Regions from separate parts of the Zea mays genome. Here region 2 is linked to region 1. The links are chromatin contacts, called in public Hi-C maps. All regions are on one chromosome and are shown on one strand. The core of a region is the stretch at or near the end of the contact, and the rest is flanking DNA. Distances in the headings are between cores, read along the strand shown. Region 1 holds the start of LOC100037763 (derlin1-1). Region 2 holds the start of LOC100282109 (stem 28 kDa glycoprotein).

Region 1 (2,894 bases), core at 152-2,651:
GAAACAGGCCAAACTGGTTTGATCATTTTAGCCAGTACAAAAATGATGACAGCTTCAGATGCCCAGATCTACAGATTCTAACTCCCAACACCAGCGTTTTTAGTCAAGTCCTTTTGTTGATTGGCAAATGCATCGCCAGTATTATCAAGGGCCCTATCATCAAAGAATATCAAAGTGGATGTCTTCTTGACATATTATATTTTCAGCCCACTATGCAAAAGCAAAAGGAGAAAGAAAAACCAGGCTCCTTTGTAGATTTCGACAACAACGAAGTGGCAAAATGTTATTACTTTATAAACTGTCTCTATGCATCAGGTGATGCACACTCCAGTTCTTCGTTTCAAATTAAACTAATTAATAAAGTGGCTTGAAACACCCTTATTCATAAACCAGTAATTATTTTTTTTGCTGACGACTCTAAATATACAGCAAAACAATCATGGAACTAATTGATAACGAAAACAATCTGTAAACATTACATATCGATATTGTCAACACCAACACATCCATCCAACCTTCCAGCCGAAGATTACAAAGTTTGAGGGCTCCTTTGGAACGCAGGAATTTCACAGGAATGATATAGAAATTTTACGGCTCCTTTGGAACAAGGAAAATTTTCTGAATCCTGTGTTTTTCATGTGTTTTTGAACTAATTCCTGTTAAATTACTATACCATTTCTATAAAATTCTTGTGTTTCATAGAAGCCCTTACAGGAATTAGTTAAAAAACACAGGAAAAACGCAGATTCAGGAAAAAAAACTTTATTCCAAATGAGACCTGAGGGGGCTGTTACTCCAACTGAACAAACCAATTCAGGTACTATAAATTTTTTGGGATAAAGGCCATAGTTCACTCAACTCTACTTCCAGGTTGAAAGACTATTTATCAACAGCGAAAACTAACCCTTCATCTCGTGTTCGTGACAGTACAAAGGTGCAGTACAAACTACAAAGCCGATGTATATGTATGTATGTAACGCTGTACCAGTCCAGCAACATACAGCACCGACGAACATGGACATATCAGCTCAAATGCCAGACCAATTTCGAAGCGGAAGCCTAAGGGATCAAAGTGGCACCACGAATCCGCCGCCACAGACCTCGACTCTGGCAACCCAAGGATAAGCCCACTCTATTCTGATAAAAATGATGGGATCCATCGATTACTCGGAACAGTTCAGCTCGAATTCCTCTAGCGATCCCGAACCCGAATCACGGGGGCTACCATACAACATCTACGTCTCGGAATCTGAGATCGCGAAGCTTGGAATCAGATGAAACCGCTGTAAGAGTCGAAGGGACTCACTCGGCGGGCGAAGACATCTTCACGCGTCGATGGATCCGAGGTCGGTTAGTCTCCTCTCGCGTCCGCTTCCTTCTCGTCCCGTTCGAAGTTTGCGAGGAAGAAGAAGAAGAGTTGGGGTTGAAGCCGGTCGCCGCGCCTGCGAGAAGCCGAGAACCTTCCGGAGGAGAGAAGCAAACGCACCGTTGATTTCCGGTCGGAGGGATGAAGACGGCTCGACACGTAGGTGTGCGCGCTACGGCGCAGGCGATTGGTCATGTAACGTGGCTGGGTGATGAGGTGGCCTTGGTGAGCGGCGATTGGTCCACTGCCGATTTACAGGTTTCATTTTATTTTTGATCTTTTCTTATTTTTTGTATTGTTTATTAGTGCCAACTAATTTGTTTCATTTCTTGTTCATAGGCTATGGATAAATACTTTGTCTTTAGAGCATATAACAGCTATTCTAAGTCAATTACCATACATCTGAAAATGATGGCCCTCAAATTCGTTTTAAGCATATATACTGTTTGGAGAGGACCGTGAAGTTGTTGCGTTGGAGGCACGATAACCTCTCATTCAAGTATTCCTGGATCATCTGATTAGTTTGGATGAGCTTCATGATGTTAGTATTGAGGTCAAGTGTAATGTGTGTTGGGAAAGAAATGAAGGTGCTTTTCAGTTTGCTATATGCGTGCAATTTCAGTTTTATTTTGATCTAGTTTTTTTCCTATGATGTTGGTCCAATTAAGTTTTTTTATTTGAATGTGGCTCATGTTGGCAATCGTGACTAAGCACGAAGCAGTAGATCAACGAGGAGCAATCTTATTGTTGAAGCCGAGGTACGACTCTTGCACAAGTCGTATCAAATGGCAATCTAGAACGAACAGCTTTATAGTAGACGGTAGTTTATAATATCAATCTAATTAGGTTTAAAAATATTTTTAATATAAATAATAAACAAAATAACGTATCTAAATGTATTCTAAGGGCATGTTTAGGAGAGCTTCATTTCAAGAATTGTAGCTTTGGTTTTCCAGCTTCACTATAAAACAACTTCAATAAATTATTAGGTGGATTCGATGAGTGTTTGGCTTAATCATAGACTTCAGCTTCTATAATATTAAGGATTTATGTGAGTTTCCTTGAATACCCTTAATTATTAGTGCGATGGCTTTGGTTTTTAAAAAAAAATAAGGAGCAGACCTTTGGAGAAGGGAAAGTTGCAAAGCTTGCGTAGCATGTCAGCGTTTTCTGCTGGTGCATAACGACCAGTGCCTGCTTCGTCTTGGATTGCATAGAAAGTTTTGTGTAGATTCTTTTCAAAAAAAGGAAGGATGCAAATCTTGTGCCAAAGGTCAGCTGGAGATGGATGTTGCGCTTTTCTTTCTTTCTTGGTTCATATAACGTGAGCATTCGAGTTGGACCTAATTTCTTGTATCGCATTGCAAATCATGTACTATGTGTTGGTTCGGTGTTGCGATGGTCCGTTGGCTTCTAAAGTATGTACGACACGTCATATACACACACGTCATATACATGTTGATTGTTGTCGTTAATATGCACGGTGATTGTTGTAAACAGATAGCATTCTAATATAAAATAATACACA
Region 2 (2,894 bases), core at 143-2,642, 220 kb after region 1:
TATATGTTGATGTTAACTTTGTGAATGTTAATATTTATGTGAGAATATTTGTGATTGTGAATACTTATTAGAATGTGTATATTTGTGATTGTGAATGTGAATGTGTATATGTGCATGAATCTGTTTTTGTTTTGTAAATGTCAGATTTTTTTAAAAACAGAATTTTGTGTAAATTCTGTAATTTGTTATGTCCGACGGCCTAGTGGTAGCCGTCGGACATAACCTTGACTTATCTCCGACGGCATTAAATACCGTCGGACATAACCTTACCTTATGTCCGACGGCTTATCGCTGGGCCGTCGGACTTAAGCTTGTGGGGCCCACTGACTGACCGGTAAAACGGTTGAGATTTATTATTTCCGACGGGCTCTAGCAGCCGTCGGAGATAGGCTATGTCCGACGGCTGCCGTCGGACATTGCATTATTTCCGACGAGTTATCTCTGACGGCTTAAAGCCGTCGGAGATAAGTCTTTGCCGTCGGAGATAAGCTATTTCCGACGGTTTAATTCTAATGTCCGACGGTTTTGGCCGTTGGACGTTTCTCCGTTTACTGTAGTGGTTGGGATATATCATATATGGGGCTTTAATATTAACCTACTTGATACGCAAAAATTAAAAAGTTTACGTACTTGAGCACAAGCTTATCCCAGGTGTGGTAGCCGGCGCTGCGGAGGTTCTTGATGGTGGGCTCCTTCTCGTAGTCGTGCCTGCCGGTGATGAACACCACCTTGATGCCCAGCGACAGCAGCGTCTCGTATAGCTGCAGCACCTCCGGCAGCGGCGGCGCCGTCGCGTTCGCTACGTACTCGTCGAAGTAGGTGGCGTTGTACGGCTCAGCCCTGCACGCAGAACAGAAAAGCTCTCGCTCTCGTCACCTTGATTCGCAGCCTGCAAGTTTGGACGCAAGCACGAGCACCCACGTGCATACCCGAATCCGGTGTCGGCGTAGTAGGGGAGGTTGCTGAGGGTGGTGTCGTCGACGTCAAACACCCACACCTCTTTCCCGTCGCCGCCGAGCTCGAGCCCCTCTGCGTAGGCGGCGGCCTCACGTGCCACCACCGCGCAGTCCTGCCTGAACAGGTCGCCGTACATGTAGTCGCGGACGTAGCCCCGGCACTCCGCGGGGATGCTGTACCAGTCCCGGATGTTGTTGGTCTCCACCCCGAGTCGCCAGCTCGCACACGACGGCACGGCGCGCGCCGTCGCGGCGGAGGTGGTCACCATCTCCAGGTGCAAGTCGCGCGCGCGCGCCGCGCTGGCCGCGTGAACCAGCAGCAGCAGCAGCACGAGCAGCGACACCAGCCCATGGCGGAGGGGCTCGAGCGCCATGACGTACAACTGTTGCTTCGTTGGAACTACTACTAGCTAGATAGGAACAGGAAACGTTTGAGTGAGCGTATCTTCACCCCAGGTCTTTTTTTCTACTGGCGTATAGGTTGTGCTAATACTATGATCCTACGGATAAAAGGGAATTGATGGTAGCGGTGCCGCGAGGAGAGGGATAGATGGTGGCACGAGTGAGGAGGAGAGGATGACGTTGGGAGGAGAGGGTGGGACGACGGAGTGGGAGTGAGATGGACGAGGGATAAGAGATTATTTAAATAATATTATTTATTTGATTTGAATGAACAAGAAAGAGGGATTATTCAACGATCACGAGTAGAAAAAGGCTTAAAACCTACGGTGTGGTATATTTTTATAGACGAATTCAGTTATCAACCGTCTGTGCTATTTTTAGTGGCGGTTGCTTAAGAAAATCGTCTATAGAAATCCATGATTTCTAGTGGCAGTTTTCTTAATGAACCCCATTATAAATCATTTTTATCCATAATTTTTCGAGTTTTTCAAAAGACCCCGTTTGATGAAACTATCAAAATAAAAGTTGTAGACCTCTAAAAGTTATAAAACTGTATAGTTAACAATTTTTTTATTTGAAATTATTTCGGCTCTCAAAAATTGCATCTAAATCTGTCAAATTTAAAATTCAAAATTTGTAAACGACCTCAGATGAAAAAGTGTCAAAATGAAAGATGTAGAATTTTAAAAGTTATTCAAGTTTGTAGTTGACAACTTTTTGATTTGAATTCGATTATGTTCTCAAACAAGCAATTTACACTTAGATAGTTGTAATACGTGGACAACAAAACTACAAACTAAAAATAAAGCATGCCATAGATGGAGTAGTAGAGGAGGGTACGCGCGAGGGTGAGGTTCGAGGGTTCGATTCCTAGCAACTGCATAACACATGAATTTTGCACGTAAAATGCTGCAACTTGAGACGAAGACGAGCGGGTGGGGTGGGCCCAGGCCTTTATTAAATGAATTTTTTACTGATTTTAAAACCTATTTTATTTTTCTGAAAATAATTTTCACTGGCGGTTTTATTACGCCGGCCGCCTTTCCACTGGCGATCCTCAGTTACCCGCCTGTAAAAATGATGATTGGTACTGGCCCCTAGCAATGACGGTTTTAAAAAACGCCAGTGAAAATAGGTTCACAATCGCCACTATAGAGCTTATGTGTACTAGTGGATCTGAATCGTTGGTTTTGATAGTGTGTTAAGACTTGGCACAATTTATTTGGTGGATTTAATAAAGGTTATGGGTGTGGGGTGATTTGGTTAGTTGAGTTTTGCAAAGTTTCATTGGTGAATTATATAGTGGTATAGATATAGATTTGTCTACGTACTGTTGAAATGATCAAACATTATGCACTTATTTATAAAGACCGATTAGATGCTCGTGCATTGCTATGGTATCTATATATCACATAGGTAAATCTTGTTTAAATTAGATAGTTGTTCAAATACATTTCAAACCTTTCAATAATTTGTGCTCTATTTAAATTGGTCGTTGTGCCCAGTCTCAACACGTCAACATATAACCTTCATTAA

The links. Hi-C and Micro-C count contacts between places; a contact is called where the count stands out from the background.
Region 2: a Hi-C map of leaf shows a contact between it and region 1, with 8 times the contacts expected there. The contact joins the promoter of LOC100282109 here to the promoter of LOC100037763 in region 1. A contact is called at or near these places in 2 of 25 Hi-C or Micro-C datasets (ear and leaf).

Annotation. Positions count from the first base shown.
Region 1 is chr8:111,328,628-111,331,521 of Zm-B73-REFERENCE-NAM-5.0, forward strand. LOC100037763 (derlin1-1) reads right to left here and starts at 1,402. Exons shown (of 7, transcript NM_001112475.1): 1 at 1,307-1,402. The coding sequence starts at 1,323.
Region 2 is chr8:111,547,469-111,550,362 of Zm-B73-REFERENCE-NAM-5.0, forward strand. It overlaps LOC100282109 (stem 28 kDa glycoprotein), which reads right to left and starts at 1,393. Exons shown (of 3, transcript NM_001155022.1): 1 at 930-1,393; 2 at 631-840. The coding sequence starts at 1,330.